Linked DNA regions of Sus scrofa: region 1 is linked to region 2. A link is a contact called in public Hi-C data. All regions are on one chromosome and are shown on one strand. The core of a region is the stretch at or near the end of the contact, and the rest is flanking DNA. Distances in the headings are between cores, read along the strand shown.

What was found. A called contact is a pair of places that touch in the nucleus more often than the background predicts.
Region 1: a contact with region 2 is called in a Hi-C map of mesenteric adipose tissue, with 3 times the contacts expected there. The contact joins the promoter of RPS27 here to the promoter of S100A6 in region 2. A contact is called at or near these places in 7 of 47 Hi-C or Micro-C datasets (embryonic fibroblasts, epiblast stem cells, fetal skeletal muscle and 3 more) and 2 of 2 datasets of contacts at active chromatin or transcription factors (alveolar macrophages and skeletal muscle).

What each region holds. Positions count from the first base shown.
Region 1 is chr4:95,696,471-95,702,588 of Sscrofa11.1, reverse strand. RPS27 (40S ribosomal protein S27) reads left to right here and starts at 3,108. Exons shown (of 4, transcript XM_003125735.3): 1 at 3,108-3,180; 2 at 3,493-3,601; 3 at 4,164-4,274; 4 at 4,635-4,720. The coding sequence starts at 3,175. The coding sequence ends at 4,663. NUP210L (nuclear pore membrane glycoprotein 210-like) reads right to left here. Exons shown (of 40, transcript XM_021089795.1): 39 at 5,591-5,665; 40 at 5,393-5,490. The coding sequence ends at 5,393.
Region 2 is chr4:96,095,324-96,100,950 of Sscrofa11.1, reverse strand. S100A6 (S100 calcium binding protein A6) reads right to left here and starts at 2,687. Exons shown (of 3, transcript NM_001044557.1): 1 at 2,645-2,687; 2 at 1,844-2,002; 3 at 1,266-1,491. The coding sequence starts at 1,981. The coding sequence ends at 1,357. It overlaps S100A5 (protein S100-A5), which reads right to left. Exons shown (of 3, transcript XM_021090792.1): 3 at 4,081-4,328. The coding sequence ends at 4,188.

The DNA.
Region 1 (6,118 bases), core at 1,859-4,358, 400 kb after region 2:
GAATCCTTAACCCACTGTGCTGGGCTGGGGATTGAACCCGAGCTGCCACACAGACAACACCAGATTTTTAATCGGCCACAGTGGAAACTGCCTGGACAATTTAATAGCTCTGGGCATCACTTTCCAAATCTGTAAAATGAGGATAATAATATTATCAAATCCAATGGGGACCTGCTGTATAGCACAGGGAACTCTACCCAATACTCTGTGATAATCTATATGGGAAAAGAATGTGAAAAAGAATGGATGTGTGTGTACATGTGTGGCTGAATCACTTTGTTGTACAGAAGAAATTATCACAACATTGTAAATCAACTATACTTCAGTAAAGCTTTAAAAAATGAAAAAAAAAATCCAACCTGATAGAGTTATGGATATAATCAATATTAAAAGCAGAACAATACACAAATAAGCACTATATAAGTAGATGATATAATTATTAGAAGGAAAGGATGGGGAGTTCCCATCATGGCTCAGTGGTTAAGAACCTGACTAGTATCTATGAGGACACGGGTTCCATCCCCGGCCCTGCTCAGTAGGTTAAGGAACCCACATTGCCATGAGCTGTGGTATAGGCTGCAGACACGGCTTGGATGGGGAGTTGTTGTGAGTGTGGCCTCCACCAGCACCTCTAGCTCCTATTAGATCCATTGCCGAGAAACTTCCATAAGCTGTGGGTGGGGCCCTAAAAAGACAAAAAAAAAAAAAAAAAAAAAAAAGGAAAGGATGGGAAGGAGACAAAAATTTAACAACAGTTAGCCCTGGGAATAAGCTGGAGGTGGGGAAAATATGAGGATTCTCTCTTTTTTTAATTACTCAAATGAATTTATCACATCTGTAGTTGTATAATGATCATAACAATCTGATTTCACAGGATTTCCATCTCACAGCCCAAGCACATTCCCCCCACCCCCCAAACTGTCTCCTCCGGAGACCATAAATTTTTCAATGTCTGTGAGTCAGCATCTGTTCTGCAAAAAGTTCAGTCTGTCTTTTTTTCAGATTCCACATGTCAGTGAAAGCATTTGATGTTGGTGTCTCATTGTATGGCTGACTTCACTTAGCATGATAGTTTCTAGGTCCATCCATGTTGCTAAAAATGCTGGTATTTCGTTCTTTTTGATGGCTGAGTAATATTCCATTGTGTATATGTACCACATCTTCTGGATCCACTCCTCTGTTGATGGACATTTAGGTTGTTTCCATATCTTGGCTATTGTAAACAGTGCTGCAATGAACACTGGAGTACACGTGTCTTTGCGAGTCGAGGTTTTCTCTGGATAGATGCCCAGGAGTGGGATTGCTGGATCAAATGGTAGTTCTATGTTTAGTTTTCTGAGGAATCTCCATACTGCTTTCCACAGTGGTTGCACCAATTTACAATCCCACCAACAGTGTACTAGAGTTCCTTTTCCCCACCCCCTCTCCAGCACTTTTTGTTTGTAGACTTTTGGATGATGGCCATTCTGGCTGGTGTAAGGTGGTACCTCAGAGTGGTTTTGATTTGCATTTCTCTAATAATGAGTGACATTGAACATGTGTTTCTCGGCCATCTGTATGTCTTCTTTGGAGAACTCTCTGTTTAGATCTTCTGCTCATTTTTGGATGGGGTTGTTTGTTTTTTTGATATGGAGCTGCGGAAGGTGTTTATAAATTTTGGAGATTAATCCCTTGTCAGTCGATTCACTTGCAAAGATTTTCTCCCATTCTGTGGGTTGTCTTTTCGTTTTGTTGAGGGTTTCCTTTGCTGTGCAGAAACTTTTAAGTTTGATGAGGTCCCATTTGTTTATTTTTGTTTTTACTGTCAATACTCTGATAGGTGGATCTGAGGAGATGTTGCAGTCGCTTATGTCAGAGAGTGTTTGGCCTATGTTTTCCTTTAAGAGTTTGATAGTGTCTGGTCTTATATCTAGGTCTTTAGTCCATTTGGAGTTTATTTTTGTGTATGGTGTTAGGGAGTGAGCTAATTTCATTCTTTTCCATGTGGCTGTCCAGTTTCCCCAGCACCACTTACTGAACAAGGTGTCCTTTCTCCATTGCATATCCTTGCCTCCTTTGTCATAGATTAGTTGGCTGTAGGTGTGTGGGTTTAATTCTGGGCTTTCTATCCTGTTCCACTGATCTATATTTCTGACTTTGTGCCAGTACCATATCGTTTTGATGGATTCTTTTTTTTTTTACATTTCTGTAAATTTTTACATTTCTGAGTTGTTAAAAATGGGCAAATTAGGAGTTCCCCTCGTGGCGCAGTGGTTAATAAATCCGACTAGGAACCATGAGGTTGAGGGTTCGGTCCCTAGCCTTGCTCAGTGGGTTAAGGATCCGTCGTTGCCGGGAGCTGTGGTTTAGGTTGCAGACATGGCTCGGACCCCACGTTGCTGTGGTTCTGGTGTAGGCCGGTGGCTACAGCTCCGATTAGACCCCTAGCCTGGTAAACTCCATATACCGTGCGAGCGGCCCAAGAAACAGCAAAAAGACAAAAAAAAAAAAAAAGGTAAATTAAACTTATTGAAAAAAGGCAAAGAAATTTAAGAAGTTCCAGACATGGCTCAGTCTCGCTGTTTCCCTAAAGAGCTCCTATTGTCAAAGCGCAGCACCAAGTTTTAAAATTGTCCATTTAGGAGTTCCCATCGTGGCGCAGTGGTTAACAAATCCGACTGGGAACCATGAGGTTGTGGGTTCGCTCCCTGGCCTCGCTCAGTGGGTTAAGGATCCGGCATTGCCATGAGCTGTGGTGTAGGTTGCAGACGCGGCTCAGATCCCGCGTTGCTGTGGCTCTGGCGTAGGCCAGTGGCTACAGCTCCGATTCGACCCCTAGCCTGGGAACCTCCATATGCCGCGGGAGCGGCCCAAGAAATAGAAAAAAGACAAAAAATAAAATAAATAAATAAAATAAAATAAAATTGTCCATTTACACCTCGAAAGAGGAGGGGACACTGAACTTCTGGGAGCTCCAGCTCACACTCTGAACGTGGCCACTCCTATGTCTCTCATTTAGAGACCTTCCAAAAATGGCAGCCCCCTGCTCTTTCCACCGCGTGCAGACGGTGAGAAAAAGTCCTTCCCAACATGGCGGCCGAAGGCCCATGCGTCACTTCCTGCAGGACGGTGGATATAAGGAGCAGGATTTCCGCCTTCGCTCCTTTCCGGCGGTGACGACGTCCCTTCGAGAACATGCCTGTGAGTCTCTTGGTCCAGGTTTCGGCGGAGATCTCGCTCTTCTGTCCGCACGCTCCCCTCACGCTGATTTCGGATCGCAGAGGGCACTCATTTGCCCTTCGCGCTTCCCAGGACATTAACTACGGGGACCGCGGAGGCCCGCGGGGTCCCCTGCATAGACGGGAGCGGAGAGGAGATAAGATGGCGGCCCAGCTGCGCAGACACCAGGGGCGGCGAGGGGCGAGCTCTCCCCGGTGTGTGGCAGCGGAGGCTGTTTTCATCATTCCGTGTTCGCCGTTGGTTTCTAAATCTCTGCATTTCTACTTCTCGTAGCTCGCAAAGGATCTCCTTCATCCCTCTCCAGAAGAGGAGAAGAGGAAACACAAGAAGAAGCGCCTGGTGCAGAGCCCCAATTCCTATTTCATGGATGTGAAATGCCCAGGTGAGGAGATAGCTTGTAGGAGTGGGGGAAGCGTTGGAGCCCAAGAATTGCAAAAAGGTCCCATTTCTTGAAAGTTGAAGGTGTGAGATGAGTAAGAATTTTGCAGTGTAGAAGTGACCCAGAGTAGTTTCTTTTCAAAACTTCATCTGCAAAGTAGGAGACACTGGGATGATAGGTTGGGTTTCTGCTGTGGTCATTTTTGTACTTGTACCTGGATGCAAGGTACAGTTACTGAGCGTCCTTCCCGTTCAAGTAGAGGATTCTCTGTTTTTTGACTTTTCAATAATCTTTGATTTCACTCCTTTCCTCTTCAGGCTGTGGGATGATGGTAATGTTTATATTATATGTTAGTGACAAAAAAAACATCGATGGGGGCAGGTAGTCCAGGAAGCTTCCGAGTTGGCTTTAATGTATATGTGGAGCTAGGTAATCAAGTTTAGAATGGGAAAGTGAATTTCGGCAATTACATAACGTTCTGATCTTACAGTTGATACAGGACAGCGTACGTTTAGGTGAAGAAAAGATGGAGAAAGTAAAATAACTAATTTGGTTTTTTCCCCAGGATGCTATAAAATCACCACCGTCTTTAGCCATGCACAAACAGTAGTTTTGTGTGTTGGCTGCTCTACTGTCCTCTGCCAGCCTACAGGAGGAAAAGCAAGGCTTACAGAAGGTAAATGGTTTAATCAGTGTTAGGATTTTGAGGTTTGAATTTTAAGAGAGATCATGTATAATGTCTCATCAAGAGGGTTGGGTTTGATAGTCTTTTTTTTTTTTTTTTTTCCTTCCAGAAGCATTATTAGAAAGCTCTAAATCTCAGAACGCTACTGTCTCAAGCTGGGGTGGATGGGTGATAAAAGGGGCTTCATACAAGCAGAGCTGATAATAGGGTCTTTCAGTGACTACGTAGGAACTGAAGGAGTTGAGAAAAATAACATGTAGCTTTCCTGTTGGTATCATAGATCACTTTGTGGGGCTTCAGCAGGGTAAGGAGGCTGCTGTCAGTTATTCTTAACGACCTTTTTTCTTCCAGGATGCTCCTTCAGACGGAAGCAGCACTAAAAGCACCCTGAGTCAAGATGAATGGGAAATGATCCCAATAAACACGTTTTGGATACATCCTGTTTATTGTCTTGTTTTACTGCTAGGAAGTTCCTACCTCACGTATTCAGGGGCATCCAGAAGAGTGGAGTCTAGAGTCATTTGGGGCAAGTAAGTGGCCAAGTCCGTTTGGGGTATTTCTATCCCTAGGCTCATTGGGTAAATCTGCAGTTTGATTAAAAACTGGGATAGTATGTAAATAGGGTATTTGCTTTCACTTTTATGTTTGTTTAGAATTAAAAATTGACAGTTGATCTTTAAAACCCAATCGCAGTGGGGAGGACCCATCGTGGCACATCGGAAATGAATCCGACTAGGGACAATGAGGATGCGGGTTCCATCCCTTGCCTCACTTGGTGGGTTAAGGATCCAGCATTGCCGTGACCTGTGGTGTAGTTCGAAAATGTGGCTCGGATCTGATGTGGCTGTGGTGTAGGCCGGCAGCTGTAGCTCTGATTAGACCTCTAGCCTGGGAACGTCCATATGCTTCAGGTGCAGCTCTTAAAAAAAAAAAAAAGTAAAATGTAATCCACACACCATTTTAATAGCAAACAGCTTAGGATCTTTTATTCACAGTTCTCAGAAGCCTTGTTAGGAGGCTTATGAGTATAGAGATTGCTGCTTGGCTTCTGGTCTAGGGCTAGAAATCTCCAGTCCTCAACACTTAAAGGAGACTTGTCCGAGCAGAGGTTAGTGCCTTATACTCCAAAGCCAATGTTGTAGCCTCTGGGATGGTGGGGGTTGTGGACTCACGAAGGGAGGGGGAGAACGTGTGTATGTGTAAGAACCTAGAAGTGAAGGAGGAAGAAAAATTGATGAAGGGTGAATAAAGTGAAAGAGGGTGATATCTGAGCTTTTCAAAAATAAAAATAATAGTAATTTTTTTACCTGACTGTGATGTTCCTAGAGTTGGTACGTAAACAACTGGAACTGTCTGTATCTTCTTGAGGAGGGCATTGTATGCTGGGGAAAGAACATGGGAGATGTCACCAATGAAACATTTTCTTTGGGGGAAGGTTTAAAGGGGCAGGTCACCACTTGGCTATAAAAAAGCAGTGAGTCTTCAAATTATTTCAAAGTAATGTATCTATAGGAAAATTTTATTCAATGATTTTTAGAGGTATTTTCAGCTTCTGACTAAAAGATGTGAAATGCATGTATAAATGATATATATTGTGTTGCTTGATGTTTCTAGCTATGAATCTGAGCAAAACTACCTATAATCTAAAGTTTGGCGGTGATTTCCATTTGCGAGTGATATATTTGCCACATTGATTTGTTGCTTCTTGGTAGTAAGTTGGGCAGAAGCTTTATTGTCCTCTAGGTGACTAGGAGTAGGGAGGTTAAGTCACTTTCAATTGCTTGTCCCAAATTAGATGTGATAAACAGCTAATTTTCATCCTCATTTAGTTTGTG
Region 2 (5,627 bases), core at 1,438-3,937:
AGAGGAGATTGCATGGAGCTAAGGCTTGGACATGACTGTGCAGACAGGGAGCTCAGATCCTGGGTCCCTTCCTGGTTCACAACTGTGCCAGTCCCTACTCCCTGCGGGGAAGGAGTGGCCACTAGAGAAGGAGGGACACCAAAGGTGAGGTTTCCAGCCCTCTTGGGACTGTTTGCTCATCCCCACCTCATGGAGGAAGAAGATTTAATTCCGCAAATCTGGGCCCGCTGGGAAGTGGAGAGGTGAAAAAGAGGGACAGGAAGAAACGGTCTCTGTCTGAGGCCCCCAGAACCTACAGAGGAAATTGCCTGGCACAGACTAGGTCTGCATGGGAGAGCATTGCCACAACTGCCCCATCGCCCTGAAACCCTCTTGCCCCGATCCCCCTCCCTCCCCACCATCCCCTCCTCCCCCGCCACCCCCTTCTTCCCCCCACCGCCTGAAAACACTAATGCAAACAATGAACTCAGATAATTTCAATTCATCATCTACCAGTGGCTCCATGGAATAACTGGGGTGATCCATTCTGCTAAGGCGCTAGGAATGGGCTGGCTCAATATTGACAGAAAGGCTGGGCTGTGGCTGCCCAGTCCCGGGGACCCCCATCCCACCCCTTTCATGAGCATCTCATGATTCATGTATCCACACAGCTGCCAGCTTCTCAGACCACAACTCTGAGAACAAAGGGCCCTAAGGTGTGCCTCCCACCTTCAACCGGGGCAGGGGCAGCAGAATTGACCTTGACCGTACAGCATCCACAGCAGTCCCCAGCCAGGCTGTGAGCATGCCAGATGTGCCTTCTCTGCCCCCACTTCCCTGTAGTGAGAGAGTGGACCAGCCCCGCCCCACAGCCCTGCTGGACCTTCCCCTTTGACCACACCCAGAGCAAAAACTTGTCTTTGTCGTCTGCAAGGACCCAGCTAGGACTATCTCTGTTCCACTCTGGACTCATCACAGCCTGGCTTAAGCACCATTTCCTTCTCCAAGCCCACCCCAGAACGCCCTGTGCTGGGGACCGCTTGAGCCTTTCCTTAAGATGGCTTTGCCCAGAGCTTACATCTTTTCTGATTCACATAAAAGCAGTTTAGGAGCTGTAACTGCCTTGTTAGGGCGCATCCATCATCTTGTGGACCCTCCCACCAGCTCCCCTGACCTGGTGAGTCACTGAGTCACTCCCAGAGGGGACTGCGAGAAAACCCTCTGATGGCTGATGCAGCGGCAAGCAGAGGAGGAAACAAATCACAGGGAAGCCAGGACACAGGGGTAGATTTAACAACAAAAAAAATTTATTGTACAGTTACCCACCACTAGATCAACAGGCCAGCTAAAGGGTGTCTCCACCGTCTCAATTTATGTTCAGCCCCGGAGGACATCGTTGTAGATCATAGCCAAGGCCCCCAGGAAGGTGACATATTCTTGGAAGTTCACCACCTGGTCCTTGTTCCGGTCCAGGTCATCCATCAGCTTTGCGATTTCAGCATCCTGCAGCTTCTACCGGGTCAAAATGGGAAATCCAGGACTCAGGGGTGATGAGACCTTGGGTTCTCTGCCTTTCCCCCTCCCAGGCAGCCCTCTCTCAGACAAGTGGCTCTGTGCTCACTTGTCACCAAAACTCTGAGCCCACCTTGAATTCACTTGGCTTGACTTCTCTGCTGCTGACTCAGGAGGAGTGAATACCAGGCTGGGAATATCCCCAGCCCCTCAGGGCCCAGGGGTGTGGACCAATGGTCCGGTAAGGTCTAGGTCCCCGGAATGTGAGTAAGTGTGAGTCACAGGCACCTGGCGCCTGGCCTTCTCCCAATCCTGCTTCTAAGGGGGGGGGGGGCAGGGGAGACTCACTCACCGCCCCAATGGTGAGTTCCTTCTGGATCAGCTCCTTCAGCTCACTCTTGCTCAGGGTGTTTTTGTCACCCTCCCGGCCGGAGTACTTGTGGAAGATGGCCACCAGGAGGCCAATAGCCTGATCCAGAGGGCATGCCATGGCTGAAGGCTGAGTTCAAGGCTGGGGGCAGAGGGGCTGGTCAGTGTCCTGGGCCACACGGAGGTCTCACTCCTCTCACTCACCGCAAGCCCCAAGACCTCTGCCCCCCACCCACCCACCCCCATCCCCACCACCACCCACCCCCGACCCCAACTCCCTTTGACGACCCTGCCCGGACCACCAAGTAAGTGTCAGGTGACCTCAGGAGACAGCTCGAGGCTTGAAGGGGAGGAAGAGGGCAGACTCTAGAGCCTAGAGATCTGTGGCCTCCAGGGAACCAGAGACGAGGTGGCTCAAGGATTCTAAGCAGCAGACAGGAACACAGCTGAGAACGCTCCTCCAGGGGTTGCGGGAAAGTTGGGGCGGATGTTGCGGGGCGGGGGTGGAGACGGCGCACCCAGCCCTACACACAGCCTTCCAGGGCCACACACGGCGGCGCTGACACGCCCGCCCGGGACACACCCTCCCGCACCCCAGATGGGCCACTACCCGGAGCCGCCCAACGGACGCCTTAGCCCTGGGCCAGCCTGGCTTCTCCTGCCTCTCCCCGCCCGCCCGGCAGCCCCGCAGCCCCAGGCTGGATGCCGAGCCATCCACCGCCCGCGGACCAAGCCCGGGGCGGGCTGGCTCAGAAGGACCGGGGCTGCCCTGGCCAGGACTCACCACGGCGGCAGCGACGGGAGCAGGGAGCGGCCGAGGGGATGCTGGGCTCTGGGGCCGGCCCGCCCGCCTTATAGAGGCGCGTCCGGGAGGCCGGCTCCCCACCGCCCACGGCCCGCCCCGCGCCCCACCCTGTGCTCGCCGTTACACAACACCAGGGCCCCAAAACTTTCCACGCCTCCTGCCCCGGGGCAGTTCAGGGCTCCGCGGGGTGGGGGGGACCTCGAGGGGGAGGGGGTCCCACCTGCAGCCAGCCGAGTGACCTCGAGCTCCTTCCTAACCCCTGAAACCCAGTTTGCAGCCACCCACCCCCCAGCATCGTGATGTGACAGGCCAGGGCAGGACGCTGTCACTGACGCTGGGGGGGCTGCCGGAAGTGGGTGGAGAAGGGAGAGAAGGGTGCCCCCTTCCCAGGGCGAAACCTAGATGAAGGGTGGGGAGCGGCCGGTGGTCTACAGAATACAGTTTCAAGGACTTCTCCAACACCCATCCGCCAGCGGAAAACGAATTCCTACCACCATCCTGCTCCCTTCCCCAACCCCCTCCCCCACCCCGAATTCCAGAATTGCACACCGGAGCCTCCTGCAGCTTCAGGGGCACACATGCCAGAGCCAAGCCCTGTGTCCCTAGTTATTTACCCTGCAATGCAAAGTTTCTCAGATCCTCAGTGTTTTTTGGTTTTGGGTTTTGTTTTGTTTTGTTTGCTTTTTAGGGCCTCGGGTAGCTGCTGGCCTCTGCCACAGGCACAGCAACGCCAGATCCGAGCAGGGTCTCGACCCACACTACAGCTCATGGCAACACCAGATCCTTGACCCACTGGGGTGAGGCCAGGGAATCGAACCTGCAACCTCATGGTTCCTAGTTAGATTCAATTCCGCTGCAGCACAAGGGGGAACTCCTCTCAGATCCTCTCTGGAGAAAGGCTTTTGATATGGGGAGGTGGGAAAGGCAGAAAGCCTAGAGGTGATTGAGGTGGCATGCGGGGTAGCAGGGCTTGTTGCAGAGAGGGAAACGGAGGAGAGGGAAAGGGGACTGGCCTGGAGGTCAAGGCCACACTCCCCTTTCTTACCAGCGTCCTCAGGGTGGCCTCCTGTGAGCTGGTGACAAGTCAGACTGGCCTGTCCACCACTGCCCCCAGGAACCACATCCCGGCTGCCTCCAGTGTCCTCACCCTCTAAGCACTTTCTCCTTAACTTTCTCTGCATAGCCGAAGCACACCTCGGAAGCCATCAAAAGCCTGGCCCAACTTCCCCATTTTCCAGGAGGGCCATGCTAAGCCCAGACACACTTAGTCACATCCACACCAAAGGACAGGAAGTGGAGAGGGAGCCCAGAACCCTAGCCCCCAGAAGCTCTCCACTCACTGAAGGGGAATCGCTGCCCTGCCCACCGCACCCCCAGCCAAGATGGACAAGACATCTTCCAAACCAGCCACGGACCCCTGGAAAGGAAAATCTTTATTTCCTCTGCGGGAATGGAAGGCTAAAGCAGCATCCTTCTGGAAGGGTGTGTGATAGGAGCTGCAGAGGCCAGGGCCTGGGCCCCGTCACTGGTTGTCCTCCAGGAAGAAGTCGTTGTAGGCCATGCAGAGCGTGGTCAGGAACACCGAGTACTCCTTGAAGTCGATCTCCTGGTCGCTGTTCTTATCCAAACTCTTCATCAGGTCGTCCACACTGCTCTCCTTCATCTTCTTCCAGGGCCCAGGTAGAGACACAGGTCAGCCCTGCCCCCTCCCAGCCTCAGGCTGAGCCCCAGCGGAGTCAGCTTCTGGGCCCTCAGAATCCCCCCGCCCCCAGGCCACACCCAGCCCAGGACCCAGCACCACGCAGGCGCTCAGTGAGCTGACCCCTGAGCCTGGAAAAATTACCAGAGGGAGTCTAGGGCAGCCCCGCTTCCCCTCCACACTTTCTACCGCCCGAAGAAATAATAAGCTAGATATCATGCAACACCTCATAGAAGCGGCTTGGTGACTATGCGGCGCTGAGCAAGATCCAGGTCTTAGTCTGTCCCTCTTGGGGATCTTGAGCATCGACCCAGACAGCACATGCCACCAGGAGCGGTGCGTTCGTGCCGAGAAGCCAGCGCATCCGTTCCCTGCTAGGAGAGCCTGCAGGACAGCCGTAGGGAACCAGTGCCTGGCACCCAGTCTTACTCTCTGGTCCCTGCCCTCCTCGCCCAGCTCCACCAAGAGCACGGTGACAGCCCCCCCACCCCAGGGGGCAGCAGGTGGGAGACAGGAAGAAAATACAGAACATCCTGCCCTCTCCTCTTCACTGCCCCCAGCTCCAGCTTTGCCACAGGAGACAGGACGTGGGGACTTACGAAGATGGAAACAACCTCTCTGTGACGCCATTCTTGTCCCCAGTCTGGGTTCCTGTTCTAGCCATACCCTCCCCAGGGCCTCTGTCCCCCTGTAATTAACCCTGCTGGACCCACGGCCCCTCCCTCAGCCCTCATTCACTCCAGGATGCAGAGAGCTTGGCAGGAAGGCCAGAGGGGCAGCCGGTGACACCCACACCTACTTCAGTCCCCCGTCCACAGGGACAAAACCTGGTGGAGCTTCTCTCCGAGGAGGCCCACTAGGGTTCAGAATGTGACAGCAGAGGCCTCCCAGGCTGTTTTTAAAGATACACGGGCCTGGCCTGGAATTGCAGCCTCTCGCCAACTGGGTATCCTCAGACAAGTTATATAATGTCTCTGAGCTTGGATTTTTTTTGTTTTAACTGAAATAATAATACGATGACTATCTCATAGACCTTCCCCTCCATCAGTTGCCTCCCTCCCACCATCTCCATCTGGTTAGAATCAGTTCTGTCTCCCTCCAGCCTGTGTTGGAACTAGCCGAATGATCCTTTTGGTTCCTGCGTCAGCACCATCAAAGCCCTGGGGTGGGGGGGTGTCGGGTGGGAGCCCTGCCCTTGAGCTGTGCACAGCTGATCTGGACCCCTGAACCCCCTCGTCCCCCCACCCCATCCTTCACACAGGC